Regions from separate parts of the Mus musculus genome. Here all the other regions are linked to region 4. Evidence: chromatin contacts called from public promoter capture Hi-C data. All regions are on one chromosome and are shown on one strand. Each heading gives the region's core, a stretch centred on a gene start, on an enhancer-like site or on the middle of the called end of the contact. The rest is flanking DNA. Distances are from core to core; before and after follow the strand shown.

The links. Promoter capture Hi-C pulls out the DNA fragments that hold promoters and counts their contacts. Capture Hi-C pulls out chosen DNA fragments and counts their contacts.
Region 1: a contact with region 4 is called in a promoter capture Hi-C map of macrophages, with 5 read pairs. The contact joins the promoter of Cdc25b here to the promoter of Gfra4 in region 4. A contact is called at or near these places in 12 of 39 promoter capture datasets (the 3T3-L1 cell line, the C10 cell line, the HPC-7 cell line and 9 more), 8 of 484 Hi-C or Micro-C datasets (the G1E-ER4 cell line, Sertoli cells, bone marrow-derived macrophages and 4 more), 13 of 115 datasets of contacts at active chromatin or transcription factors (the 230-238 cell line, the NIH/3T3 cell line, bone marrow-derived macrophages and 7 more) and 5 of 9 other capture datasets (adipose tissue, embryonic stem cells, liver and 2 more).
Region 2: a contact with region 4 is called in a promoter capture Hi-C map of adipose tissue. The contact joins the promoter of Ap5s1 here to the promoter of Gfra4 in region 4. A contact is called at or near these places in 12 of 39 promoter capture datasets (the 3T3-L1 cell line, 3T3-L1-derived adipocytes, the C10 cell line and 8 more), 2 of 484 Hi-C or Micro-C datasets (bone marrow-derived macrophages and embryonic stem cells), 7 of 115 datasets of contacts at active chromatin or transcription factors (astrocytes, bone marrow-derived macrophages, differentiating embryonic stem cells and 3 more) and 2 of 9 other capture datasets (adipose tissue and pancreatic islet).
Region 3: a contact with region 4 is called in a promoter capture Hi-C map of embryonic stem cells. The contact joins the promoter of Mavs here to the promoter of Gfra4 in region 4. A contact is called at or near these places in 13 of 39 promoter capture datasets (the 3T3-L1 cell line, 3T3-L1-derived adipocytes, the C10 cell line and 9 more), 2 of 484 Hi-C or Micro-C datasets (bone marrow-derived macrophages and embryonic stem cells), 9 of 115 datasets of contacts at active chromatin or transcription factors (astrocytes, bone marrow-derived macrophages, craniofacial prominence and 4 more) and 3 of 9 other capture datasets (adipose tissue, macrophages and pancreatic islet).
Region 5: a promoter capture Hi-C map of the HPC-7 cell line shows a contact between it and region 4. The contact joins the promoter of Pank2 here to the promoter of Gfra4 in region 4. A contact is called at or near these places in 22 of 39 promoter capture datasets (the 3T3-L1 cell line, 3T3-L1-derived adipocytes, the C10 cell line and 15 more), 5 of 484 Hi-C or Micro-C datasets (the HL-1 cell line, the HPC-7 cell line, bone marrow-derived macrophages and 1 more), 7 of 115 datasets of contacts at active chromatin or transcription factors (bone marrow-derived macrophages, embryonic stem cells, extraembryonic endoderm stem cells and 2 more) and 4 of 9 other capture datasets (adipose tissue, liver, macrophages and 1 more).

Annotation. Positions count from the first base shown.
Region 1 is chr2:131,185,589-131,188,288 of GRCm38.p6, reverse strand. It overlaps Cdc25b (cell division cycle 25B), which reads right to left and starts at 1,341. Exons shown (of 16, transcript NM_023117.4): 1 at 909-1,341; 2 at 62-183. The coding sequence starts at 1,108.
Region 2 is chr2:131,208,950-131,211,649 of GRCm38.p6, reverse strand. It overlaps Ap5s1 (adaptor-related protein 5 complex, sigma 1 subunit), which reads right to left and starts at 1,290. Exons shown (of 3, transcript NM_001291031.1): 1 at 969-1,290; 2 at 177-387. The coding sequence starts at 352.
Region 3 is chr2:131,232,773-131,235,472 of GRCm38.p6, reverse strand. Mavs (mitochondrial antiviral signaling protein) reads right to left here and starts at 1,410. Exons shown (of 7, transcript NM_001206385.1): 1 at 1,346-1,410.
Region 4 is chr2:131,041,369-131,044,068 of GRCm38.p6, reverse strand. It overlaps Gfra4 (glial cell line derived neurotrophic factor family receptor alpha 4), which reads left to right and starts at 1,387. Exons shown (of 6, transcript NM_020014.2): 1 at 1,387-1,459; 2 at 2,311-2,674. The coding sequence starts at 1,387.
Region 5 is chr2:131,261,071-131,263,770 of GRCm38.p6, reverse strand. Pank2 (pantothenate kinase 2) reads right to left here and starts at 1,271. Exons shown (of 7, transcript NM_153501.2): 1 at 956-1,271. The coding sequence starts at 1,202.

The DNA of each region.
Region 1 (2,700 bases), core at 92-2,591, 140 kb before region 4:
GGTGGTGGTGGTGGTGGTGGTGGTGGTGTGTGGGACCCCTACTAGGGGCCCTGGACCTTACCTGCATCCGAAGATTCTGAGGACTCAGATGACAGGGAGCACTCAGAGGTGCGCCTGGACAGGGATAGGTCTGCCAGCCTGTTCTGGAACGACAGGCTTCCTACTTGAGCTTTTGGAGGCTCACTAGGAAAGGAGAAGAGGCACAGAGGAGGAGAAAAAGAAATGGATGTTGGATTTGGAAGCTGATGGGTCCATGCTCCCATGTATTCCCTAACTATGACAGGCCCATTATCACGGAGAGGTGATCCTAGGACTAGCCTGTATCTCAGGTCAAAGATTTTCATTCCACTGAGGCCCAGGAGCGTCTTCTCTGGTTTGACTGGTTCAGGAAAGACCCTTCTAAGGGTCTGGAAGAGCGAGGAGGATGGGCAGGAGACAGTCCAGAAGCTCTGTAGACCATTCTCCTGCTTGTCACATCCTCACCTATCCAGCGTTTTCCTGGAGGCAACAGCTAAGCAAGACCTGGCTTTCTAGTGCAGCTGGACCACCCACCTGGGACCCCACAGGCACGGTTAAGGAGGTGGTCAGTCTTTTGTCAGTTTAAGCCTTAGGCAGATACTGGGTGCTTTCAAAGAGCAGGGCACAACCTTTTAAGACCCACTTCTATGCCAACCTCATGGTCCTCTGCCTAAGGATAGTGTGCAGGAGGCACAATGAAGGAGCAGTGAGGTAAATGATCCTTAGACGTTCATATCGAGGGTGTAAGTCGCATAGAGCACACTCGTCCCATGTCACTGAAACAAGGCTAAAGGGGTTGGAGTTCTGCACTTCTAAGCTCTGGTGCCTAGTCTCTCCTGATCCGGGCCTCCCATTCCACTACCACACCCAGCTCCCTTGGGGCATCCTACCTGCCGAGCCCAGCGAGGTTGTGCATGGTCTGTGTAAGAGTGGTAACCGGAGAGGAGGAAGCTGTAGGCTCCGGAGACCCCAGGAAGCCATCAGACTCAAACTCAAAGACCGAGAGGTGGCGCGGCCGCTGAATGCCACCCAGCACGCGGGCAGGACTGAGAGCTGAACCCGGCGCAGACTTCTGCAGGGGTACCTCCATCGTGGCGGGGCGGGCAAAGGCTAGCTAGAGGGCCACAGTACAGCGGCCAGCAGACGCCGACCCAGCTGGCTCAGCTCCGAGAGTGAGCCTGGGGTGAGGGGAAGGAGGGAGGGAAGGGAGGGAGGAAGAGCAATGGGCCTGGGAGTGAGGAGAGGGATGTGGGGAGGAAGGGAGGGGAGGACGCCGAGCTGGGCAGCTGCCACCTCCACCTCCTTATATATTCGAAAAATAACAGCGGCAGCGCCGCCAGACGCCACCAATGGGGGCGCCGGTTCCGGGAGGGCGGGACCAAGGGCGGGGCTGAGGCTGAGGCTGGACCAGCTACTTCTGCTCGCCTGGCTTCTTAGGGTGACTCGGGGAGTTGGGTTAACCCCCTGCCCCACACGTACCGCCCCGGCCCCGCCCGCTCCCATTGACGCGAGAATCCTGGGCCTCCAGGATATTGCCTCCTGGAACAGGGTTTGGAGGTGGGAGCAGCCCTCTACCCTCAGAGGGAGTAGTCATCCCCTAAGGTGGCCTCATAAGGAGCCCTCAACGTTTACCATCATGCACGTTCATCAGTAAGGGACGGTGCGACGCTCTGCTTGAGCCCAGGACGTTTGCCAAGTATGCTGTGAGCACTGCGTTCCCTGTCCAGTTCACAGACCCCAGCGTTGAAAAGCTCTTTAACTCGTTTAAGGTCACAGGTTCGGTTGAGTGGCAGAGACATAGAAGCTCCCTCAGGGACTCCGCTGATGGTGCAGCCTCCTGTCATCGCCCCTGGACCTCACAGAGCAGCTGCAGTCGTTTGCTGGCAGCCCTTTGCGAGGCACAGTGGAACTGCTGGGTTCTGGGGCACCAGAGTTTAGATGTGACCCCACTGAGCCTATTCTCCTGAGAATTAGACGCTTAGATTTAGGCAATGATTTCTGCAACACACAGTTGGGACATGCCACCAGAGAACCCAACTAGGGGGAAAAAAATCTCACACCCACTTGGCTAATTTGGGGTTAATAGCACCATATTTAGTGTTTCTTTGAAGGTGAAAGAGGCTGAATTTGCTATTAGTTTACAATGAGCGTTTTCTAATGACCTAATCACCTTGCAGCTGAGTCTGTTTTCCTGGAATGAGCTGGGAAGGACCTAGTGGGCAGTTGAGAACTTTTTCAAATTCTGCAGTGAAGGTGTGGCTTCTGGGACGGGTTGTGGGGTGCAGTACAGGATGTAGGAGCTGAGAGCAGCCTTCACTGTTTTAACCACCACCAGGTAGGGATGGCAAAAGGGTAATGAAGGGTAGGGATGGGGTCTAAGAGGTTCAGCTGTGTGTGAAGGAGGACGACACTAGCCACACCTGAGTGCAGTGACCAAAGTAGGAGCCATGACCGCTCTTTTCTTTCAACATTTTGCCCAGTTCCTGTGCTATGTTAGGAACTTATATACTGCTATTGGGGACCCATTTCTTATTCCTGTCAAAGGACAAGGTCCAGACCTACAGCCCTTAGTGCCAGCACAGGGAGAGAAATGTGACCCCACAAGGTCTTCCATTCCAAAGACCTGGAATAAAATCGCTCTGAGGATTGTATTTTCAAAACCAACATAGCTGTTTTCCCCTC
Region 2 (2,700 bases), core at 41-2,540, 170 kb before region 4:
ACCATGATAATAACATTCTTTCTTTAGCTCCTCTTCATAGTGATACTTTATAAACAATGGAGGACAACTGGGGGAAACATTCAGATTTTTGGTCTTCCTGTTTGCCTGTCCTATTCCAGTGTCCCTTATTACTACCTCTGTGTTCAATGAAGCTTGGAGCTGGGCTGTGTGATTACCTGGCCACTGCCAAAATCTGTTCCTTGCGGAAGAGCCTGTCCCTTTCTGCACCATGTGACCGTGGATCATCGGGTGATTTCTCAGCACCAAAGACACAGGAATAGAGCACTCGGCAAAGGCCTGTATCTTCCAAATTCGGGGCCCTCAGAGTGTGGATGAGGAAAGCGTGGACCATAGCTCCAGGGTGGGTGCTCCAGGAAAGCCAGAGACCTAGATGGTGAAAGTGAATCCCCTGCTAAGGAGGCACCCTAATGAGGGGTGTGGCCTGGGAGTGTGTCCAGAGATTGTGTGGCTAGACAGCGATCACCATCTAGATCTGCCTAGCCTCTGAATAATCTAGTGCCTGCTCTGCATCACAGAACAAGGGCCATCCATAGCTGGACATATCTCCTATGTCGCTAAACCTACTTCTGCAAAACTGTCAGGGAATCTCCAAATGCATACGGGTCATGCGAGTGCAGGAAAAACTGAGAACTAAAAAAAAAAAAATCAGAGACCACAGCTGAATGCCAAGTCTGCTCCCGGAACAAAATAACCCAGCCTCCATACCGGGCTCCATTGAGACAACTTTTAGTATGGAGTGTGAGAGGGGAGTCTTCATCAGTGACACTTGGTTTTGAATGCAGGAACATGTCTTTGTTTTAGGAAACACTCAAGAAAATACCTCTAAAATGCCGCATCTGCAACCGATTCACATCGGCTGGGACAGAGTGAGCGGGGCAAACCTTACCCAAAGGGATCTACCGAGATAACCGAAATCATTTCAAAAAGAAAGACGTGGTGGCACGTACCTGAAATCCCAACCCTCGGGAGGCGGAGGCAAGAGAATCAGGAATTCAAGTCAGCCACAGATACACAGAGAGAGAGCCTGGCCGCTCTGGGCAAAGCGAGAGTGGCAGCCCCCGGTCTCAAGGCTGAGGAGAAACAGTGTTTAGCCACAGCTAAAGCTAAACAGACCAAGAATTCAAAGTTACCCAACAGGAAATTTAGCAAGCCCGCTTCAGGAAGGGAACCTAGATTTGCAGACTTTGACCTCTGGTCACCCTTCTGCCGCCAGCTGAGCGCGTCATTACCCCAGGGCACCACGTCCTCCTCCCACTATCTGCCCCAGTTGCGTCACTGCCTCGCGCGGGCAGCAGCGGCGCGCTGAACTCTGGGGTTTGTAGTTCAGCCATGGGCCTGTGGTCCCGGCGTGGTCCTCGACTTCCCGAGGACGTACACGCTTCTGACCAGCCGATCCCCTCGGCTGCGGGGGCGCCCTGGAGGGCTCATGGCTACGGAAAGCTTCTTTGAAGGCGCTAGAAAGCCCTTGATCAGCTGCGGCCTGGCCACTGCGAGGGCGACCGCCAGGGGGCGCTGAGGACCCCGGCGGCGTGCGCGGAACTGTCCAAGGAAGCCTCCGCTCGGCTGTCCTCAGGCCAAGCTCTGTGCAGTAGTAATGACCGAATTGCAGGAGCAGAAGTCTGCCTGCTGAAACGCAGTCATGAGTTTACATTTGAACCAATGGCCCAAGAGGTGTTTGGGACACACACATTCCTTTAACTCTGAAAGGCATGGGAATTCCTTAGGCTTTCTAAGGCAGGTCTACAGTCACTTGACTAGTGTCTGAGGACAAAAAGAAAGATTTGAGTGGCCCAGGCAGGGGTTCTGAAGAAAGCCCCTCATTAAGGACTGCATCCTGAACCCTCTAGGCCATAAGAACTAGGGCAGTTTCAGGGGACTGGTACTGCATATGCTGCGAGTGTTTCGATCTCAGATGCAATACAAAAGGATGGGTCCAGGCAGAGTGGTGTCTCAATCAGAGAGCTAGGGAGTTATGTTTGCTCCATTCTTGGCAGAAGTTCCTTGTCCCCGGTCCCTATCACTCTGGGCCAGGCCTCATGTCTGCCAGCAGATTGTAGCAAAGAACTGGCAGAGAGGTCTGTGGCAGCTGGGGGGCCACTTGGCATTGAGAGCATGATATCCTGGCCTCTCTTCACTGTTCAGACAGTCCATATCAAGTCCCAAAACCACTGGAAACTACTAATCTTGTGTGGGATGTGGGGAGAAGAATGCACTGAGCCAGTACCCTGGAGGACAGTGGGGGACCCAGGCAGAGGTGGTACAACAGATGACTTCCCTGGTCAGTGCTGGAGGCAGGCAGAACTGGAGGGCTCACCTGATGTGGGTGTGCCCTGGGAGATACTTGCCCTGTGGCCATTGGCCTCTTTTGACCTTTGCTTCAGAGAGTCTGTTGGGTCCCTGGAAACATGCGTGCATGCCACCTCAGACATGGTCAAAAGCAGCCAGCCTAACAGTGTCTACTTCATGTTAGCAATGTGCCTGGCCATCTAGCAAACCCACTGAAGTAATAATTTACTTTGAATTCTTCCTTCTTCCTCTCTCTCTCTCTCTCTCTCTCTCTCTCTCTCTCTCTCTCTCTCTCTCTCTCTCTCTCTTTCTTTCTCTTTTTGAGATCCTCAGAGATCCATCTGCCTGCCTTGAATTTTGAATTTAAAGGGAGCTGAGAGCCAGGCACTACAC
Region 3 (2,700 bases), core at 161-2,660, 190 kb before region 4:
CTGCCACTGCTAACTACCAAATGCTACATTCCTACAAAGAGCTAAGGATGGAAGGCTGGGAGATCAAGGAGATAAGATTGAGGTCTGTTGAGCCTTCAGGGGATGAAAAATGAGGCCTCTGTAGAGGCCAGCCTGATGAAACCCTTCCTCCCCCTTTCCCAGGTCACCTAGAAAGATGTGACGATGAGGGAGTCAAATTATTGGTTTTCTGCAGTCCAACCACAACTCTGAATGCAGCCTGGGGGCGGGGAGTGGCATGGAGCCCCACCAAAAGCAGAGGAAGCTCACAGTTATTCATTTCTCGAAGGTTCTCTGTTAACAGAGGCAGCCTGAGGTCCTTTTACTTATGTCCTTTAACACAATCACAAGAGAGGAAGTGATACCAAGCTACACGGCTGACCTGCAGTGTGGAATTTGTACCCAGACTTGTTGCCATGACCTAACAGCATAGAGGTCCCTGCAGCAGGAAAACCACAAAGCCCCTCTTTACACCAAGGTCACTGCCTGGGGATGTGACTATAGGGTGAGAAGATGCAGCATTTAGGCTCTTTGAAGACATAAAAGTCTCTCAGACACAACTGGCATCAATGCTGCCCTTACTGACATTCACCTGAGTTCTGAGATCGAGGCTGAATGCCCTTCAAGTTTTTGAAGCTTCCCGGTATCCAAAGAACATTGTTTTCTGCTTTCTTTTGATTTCATCCTTTTCCTCAAACTTCTTTCTTATATCAGACCCTTTCTTATAACAGAAAGGGAGGTGGCAAGAGTGTCCTGGACACAGCAAAGCTTCCGACCTGACTTCCACAGAGCTTCTGTCCGGGTCGTGGAAATAAATATCCACACTCCCGAGGGACAAGTCTCCTGGCCTCGGACTAGATTCCTGTCGGGACTCAGGTCTCCAAGTGCAGGGAGGCTGTTTTGAACAGATGTTATTGCCTGCAACTGCCCAGATCCAGGATCAGGCCGTAGCCCGGACTGGCAGGCCTACTCCCTGGCGCGGCTGCCACAGGTCGTTGCTCGTAGCCAGGCCTCGCTCGAGTCACCAGGGCCTGGGAGAAGCAGGGGGCACTCCGAGGTTCTTTCTGTCCAGCCTGGGCAAACTCTCGGCACCACCTACCTGCTTGCTAAAGGTGCTGGATGCGGATCAAGGAACTGCCGGGGTCGCGAATCCGTGTGTGGCCGACCTCATTCTCCCCTAGTTCAGGAGCCTCTCCGACCCCACGCGCCCAGGCCCAGGGCGCCCATGCGGACTCCCAGGCGTAACTGGCCCTAGCCAAGGTTCCCTCCCTGAAGGATCTCAGTGAACACAGAGTCCTGAGCACCGACGCCCAGGCTGCAAACTTACCAAGAGAAACCAGACTAGGCAACAGGTTGACCGCGTTCGACTGTGCAGAGCCCTCGCAGATGAAGGGGGCGGGACGAAGCCAGCCACGCAGCTATTGGTCAGGCGTGGGGAGGAGGGGCGGGATCGGAAGCGCAGTCATTGGCCTGGCAGAGCCAGACTGTGATAGAGTTGGAAGTACGGCTGTTGGCTGGGCTGGGGATGCCTGGGCGGAGCTGAGCTAGGCCGGTCGCAGGGCCAGTGGATGAGTCCTGATGTTCCGGAGCGGCTGGTCTAGCGGCTGGTGCCCCGCAGGCCTTGCTTGAGGTCTCTTCTGATTTCCTGCAGGTGCATTAGGGAGATTGTTTCTTCCTGCTTAGTCTAGAACACTTTTCAGGGGAAGTCCAGATACCCAGAAAACTGCAGTTCTTAGATTCCGTTCCATTCCTCAGGCAAAGCAGATCTTCTAGCCAAGTACTGGAGGAGAGAGGGTCTTCATGTGATCTGCTCCTATGTCTCCAGTGCTCCATAAACGTAGTGTCGCACAAAATGTCATAGGGACATGAGTGCCTAGCCAGATGACACCAGCTGGGCTGGTAGGAACAGGATGCAGCAAAAGACTGCATCTATCTGGGGATATGCACCAAGCTACAACCGCTTATAGCTCCAACACCAGGGTAACCCGACTCCTCTGACCTCCACTGGCTTACAGAGACAAAGGAACGAAAGCTTTTCGCTTCCAGTCAATTCTTTCAACCAGAAGTAAAAAACGAACATAGTTAAAAAGAAATCAGTTACCTCAGCACGGCTAGATGGTAGAAATGTCTTATAACTCGATGTAGGTGGAGAGTACGCAGCTGGAGCACATGTAAAAATATATCAACTGGGGCTGGTGAGATGGCTCAGCAGGTAAGGGCACTTTTTGCCAAGCCAGAGATCTGAGTCTGACCACTGTAATCTGCATAATGGAAAGAGAACTAACTCCAAAAAGCATTGGCATTTATCACCCCTCCCATCATAAATATAAAACAGGAAAAAAGCTGAAAAATGCATCAATGACATACTTAATGCTATAATCTCCTATCTAATACAGTTTTAAAGACAAGCCTAAGGGAGCACTGAGGTTAGAGCTGCCACCATGCTGGAACTCTTTGAATGAAATTAGATTTTATTACTGTTTGTTTTAGTTAGGGTTCCCGTTGCTATGAAGAGACATCATGAGCATGGCAACTCTTAGAAAATTTAATTGGCATTTGCTTACAGTACAGAGGTTTAGTTCAATGTGGTCATGGCAGGAAGCAAGGTGAAGTAGGCACCATAGCAGGCAGACATGGTGCTGTAGAGGGGCGGAGAGTTCTGCCTCTGCATCCTCAGGCAGC
Region 4 (2,700 bases), core at 138-2,637:
AGATGTCAACTCGTGCTCTGTAAAATGGTTCCCGACGGCCTCTTGTTTGGTCTGTTTTTCCTGGGCAGTCAATTCTTTCCCTTTCCCACAGAATGACCCTGGTTAACACCAAGGTTCCTGGTGCAGAGGGCCTGGGGAGATGACATCATTGGTGAAGTTCCACACAAGCATGAGAACCCGAGTTCAACCCCCAGCAAAACCATTAAAAGCTGAGTGTAGCAACCCCACGTGTGTGTGTGTGTGTGTGTGTGTGTGTGTGTGTGTGTGTGTGTGTGTATGTGTGCATGTGCCTGTGTGGTGAGTGCATGCCTTGTCAGAGGCTTCCTGAGGAGAGACAACACACATGCCTCTTCATCTTAGACAGGCAACTGACACTGGGCCAGAGAAATAAATCCATCAAAGTTCAACTTGGCAAATACTTATTTGGGGGGAATTTGTTATTATTATTTTTACTCATTATTTGAGTTTATTGGAATTACTTACAGGGGTATAATTGTCAAAAATCACCCACTTAGACATGGGTGGTGAGCCTAGAGCAGTGCAGGGCTGGCGGGTAGCCTGCCTGCTGGGATGTCTTCTTTCAGCCGTTGCCTGTAACCCTGAGGAGAGGCCTTGTGAATCTCACATGTTTCAGCTCTTCTGGACTTGAGAGGTTTAATTCTTGCTTAATTTTTGAGTCTCAAGAAGTTCCCCTACCCCTGTCCCCAGGAGAAACTAACTGTTCCCACTAGGAGCCAATGGCTTGTGCACAGCAGGCAGTCCAGTACTCTGGATCTATCCAGTAACTTCAGGCCCTGGCTTAGTGACTTTGGATCCACCTGAAGGTGCTGTCCGGGGGTGGAGACAGAGTGAAGAGAGCAGGATGTTATTTCCTCTCTAAAGCTGGGAGTGCACCTGTCAGCAGGTGCCTGCTGCCTTCCAGGCTTAGCTGGTCCTAGGAAGAGACATCTGTCCAACTGGGGCTCTCTCTGCCAATCGTCATGGCCCACTGCATGGAGTCTGCACTGCTGCTGTTGTTGCTGCTGGGTGAGAGCCTGTCTCCTCCTTGGCCCTGGCCCTGGCCCCTGCCCTCTCTAGCCCTAACCATCAGGGACAAGGTGGGATTGTAAAAGTGACCAAAGAAAAGGCTGGGTTGCTGAAGGGATGCTCAAAATTGGCTTGTGCTTTGTGGCCGAGGATCTGTCGCAATATGCCACCCCCGCTGTGCAATGCCTTGTACCCCATCTTCCCATTCAGCTGAGCCACCCTTCCCAAATCTAGCCTTGATACCTGTGCCCCGGGGATTTTCTTTTTCCTTTCCTCCCCCTGACCAAATGTGGTCCTCAGAGCTCCTGCTCTTGGGAGTCCCCTACTGATTCATGGTGGCTCTTAGAGCAGAGACACGCCATGTTGAGAAGAGCACATTTGATGGATGAGAGGCCAGGTCAGGCGATTTTCCTGGGTCTGGGAAGCCAGAGAGGTAAGAAGGTGGGAAAAGGAAGTGTCATAAACCTGAATTTGGTGACTTGGCTGGATTTACGTATGTCCACTGGCAAGTTCGGACACAGCTGCTACTCCAACAGAGGCAGGCATTCTCTTTCCCCGGAATGGGTTGTCATCTGTGACATAAGTTATATAAGTCTTCACTGAAACTACTGATAAACGGTCAGGTCTGTCTCAGGACGGTCTGCCATCAGGGGTCTGGTCTGTCTGAATCTACTTCTGGAAGCCAGGGTCTGAATGTGCTGTTCAATATACAATACCTGTCGAGAATCCAATGCTCACAATCCCCTTCTGTGGTCCGGAGCCAGAGTCCCTCTCATTGAGCTGAGTTAGACCAATAAAGAAGCATGTGGACAGGGGTCAGGAGGCACAGGTCAGGATGGGAGGAGGGCCAGAAACCTGTAGATATACTCACGGGGTTTCCATGTGTCAGAGAAGGGACCATCCGCGTGTCAAGAGGAGAATGGGGAGTGCTATGATTAATGTGTCCATTAAGCCTCAGTGTCCTGTCAGGCAGAGCTGGGGAGGATAGTAGGGGCCCAGTAGCCCCTCTGTGGATGCATGGGCCATTTCTGGAGATGGTGGTGGAGGCTGAACCTCAGCTTCTGGGGAAAGGTCAGGCCCAATCTCTGAATACTGCATCCATTCACATCCTGGGTAGATAGATATCCCTAGTGCCTGCTCATGCCCCTTCTTCAAGATCAACGGGTCACGCCTATGGGCCACACTCTCTCCCCTTGGGTTTGGGTACCCCTTCCCCAAAAATTCAAGGGTGTGGAATGTGGAGAACCAAGCACGGAGGACTGCAGCCTGCCCGCCCTTCACCAGGGTCTGCGAGCTTTACCGACGGGAATCGCTGCGTGGACGCGGCCGAGGCGTGTACAGCAGACGAGCGGTGCCAGCAGCTGCGCTCTGAGTACGTGGCACGATGCCTGGGCCGGGCAGCGCCCGGGGGCAGGCCGGGACCCGGGGGCTGCGTGCGCTCCCGCTGCCGCCGAGCCCTGCGCCGCTTCTTCGCGCGTGGGCCTCCGGCGCTCACGCATGCGCTGCTCTTCTGCGGCTGCGAAGGCTCCGCGTGCGCCGAGCGCCGGCGCCAGACTTTCGCGCCCGCCTGCGCGTTCTCCGGCCCGGGGTTGGTGCCGCCCTCTTGCCTGGAGCCCCTGGAGCGCTGCGAGCGCAGCCGCCTGTGCCGGTGCGTGCGTGCGGGGCGGGCTGGGC
Region 5 (2,700 bases), core at 22-2,521, 220 kb before region 4:
TCCTCTGCCTCCACCTCCCAAGTGGCTGGTATTATAAAATCTCTTACAAGTCGAGAAAAGAAAAAAAAAATATATACATATAGTGATATAAAGTACTAAACATACATACATACATACATCCTCCAAACCTTCCATGGCAAAACAGAGCTACATCCAATCGCTCAAATCATCGATAAAAGCAACTGGGGTGGGGGTGAGCAGGTAGGGCTGGGCGCGGACTATCCAACAGACCTCACACATCAAGCCACTTCCCGTAATTCTCATAGCCTGCCTGCACTCAGCATTTACCTTCCTCATACCGTAATCTGATATCCAGGTCTTAACCACATGTAAAACACAGACAGCTATGCTGAAAAGTTCCTATTACAGTATTAGGACAATTGACACTTTCAGCAGTAGTCGTGGATGCTAGACAACAGCCCTAAAGGCTTTAAAGGGGAGAAAACACACAAGACAAGAAACACAAATTGGTAATAAAATGAGAACCCGATTCTCTGAAAAGAGTAACTCCCTAGGCTTAAGAGTAACTGAGGAACAGGTCGACTCCCTTCCAAAGAAAAGGCTTTACTGCCCAGAATGCTATGGCTGAAACCGGAATTCCCGTGAACTAACGGAAGGGAAACGGGGGAAAACCTCTGGATGCGAGATGACCTGAATTCTCTCGGGAAGAAAACCGAGCAAAGCTTAGAAGCGTATCGAGCCCAGAGTCGAGTTTTGGGCCTGCTGCGCCTCAGGGGCATTTTCTAGCAACCTCCAAATTAATCACCATAGAAAAGGCTTCAGTTGTGAGCGCGATGGATGATTCAAAGGGACTTGGGAGAGGAGGAGCCTTCTCAAGAAAAAAAGAGGGAGTCTCAGGAAAAGAACACCCCAGGGGACAGGGAGGAAGTGGCGGGGAGCCCTCGCGCGGGCACCGCCGGCGCGCAAACAACGACGGCCGTGCCGGGGCACTTACGCGGCCGCCTCTTCCGGAGGCCTTCGGCGCGCGGGCGGCCGGCCGAGGTGGAGCCGCCTAGAGAGCCGGGCCGCTCCCGTCTCACACTCTCCGCCTCCCCGGACCCCGACGGCGCCGCGCTACTCGCCCGGCGCCTCAGCGGGTCCCGCCTCCGCGCTTCCGAGTCCGCAGACTCGCCGACCGCGGCTGAGGTGGCGGCAGCCCTGCCCTGGCGCTCCATAGGCGCGCCAAACCGGCCCGCTCCCATCCGCAACAGCCGCCGCTGCCGCCCGAGCCAGCCCCCCAGCGCCGCCTTGCCGCCTCCGCGCAGCCCGCTGGAGCGCAGGCGCACGCCGGCTGCCGCCTTTTCCGTTGCGCCAACGTGCAGCTAGCCAATCCGAGCTGGCTAGGGGCGGGTTCCAGAGGTCTTGTCCAATAGGCTCCCAGACTCCAGCCGAAGAGACCGCGCCACCATCCAACGACAGGCACTCTGGACGGATGAAGGCGGGGTCAGCGCAGGCTGGGAGCGATCGTGGAGGGGCCCAAAGGATTTGAGTGAGGGGCGCCCTCTCTTGTGCATCCGCGAGAGCGGTGGCCAAGCTGCTCCCCTATTCCCTAGAACTCCAGGGAGTCTACTATCTCTTCTCTGTTCACGAATCACTCCTTCCTCCCGCCCAATAGAGCCCCCGAAGCTACTGAGAAGTGTTAACAGAAGGAAGGACTCTGAGCTGCGACTAACCTTAGCCTTTGTCCCCGGGTCTGGTTCTATAGCTGCAGTAGGAGCCACACTACAGTCCACAAAGTACAAGCACCGTCTCTTCCTTTGTGCTATGACTTCATTCCCAGTACCAGAAGGAATGAAAAGACTGAGGTTTGTCTCCATGACAACTGGCGGGAGGAGGTGGATTCTAAATCCTTCACCTACTCCCCTTCCTGAAGAAGGCAGTATGAAGGCTTGGAAGTTAGGTTGGTTGGGGTTGTTGTTGTTGTTGGGGTTTTTGTTTGTTTGTTTTTCTTTAATGTGTTTGAGCATTTTTCATGCATGTATGTCTGTGACCCTGGTGTGTGCCTGATGGTCGCTGAGGGCAGAAGAAATCGAGGGATTTCCCCATATGGATCCCAGGAATCTAACCCAGACCTCTGCAAGAACAGCAAATGCTCTTAATCACTGAACCATAGCTCCAGACCCCTGGGTTTTTACAGAAGATGGATTTTTTTTTTAAATCGTTTGCCCTTCCCAAGTGCCCTAACCCTTGATATCCCACCCAGATATACCCCTGAAGCATTCCCTCAGTCCCTCAATTTTAAGTGACTGAGGCTTTCTCACAATTTCCTAAGTACCTTTCTTGGGAGGAGATAATGTCCCTTGAATAACAGCCCTCTTACCTTCTAACTTACTCCCTCACTAATAGTTCCGGCCTGAGCTTCTCTTGTGAATGCTGAAAAACACTCCCATACTTGCTCCAAACTAGTACCCCACAGTGTAGAATTAACTCTGGAAACCTTATTTCCTAACTTGAAATTCCAGCTTCCGCAGGAACACACACACACACACACACACACACACACACACACACACTGGATCTAACAAAAATCAGGAATGCCCATAACAGAGTAGGACTGCTCTTCAGAAGACCAGGAATCAATTCCCAGCTTCCACATGGCTCACAACCCTCTGTAACTTCTGGCCATTCCACTCTCTCTTCTGGTCCCCCTAGAGTACCAGGCAGCCACATGCTGAAGTAAGAATGCATGCTGCCAGCCTC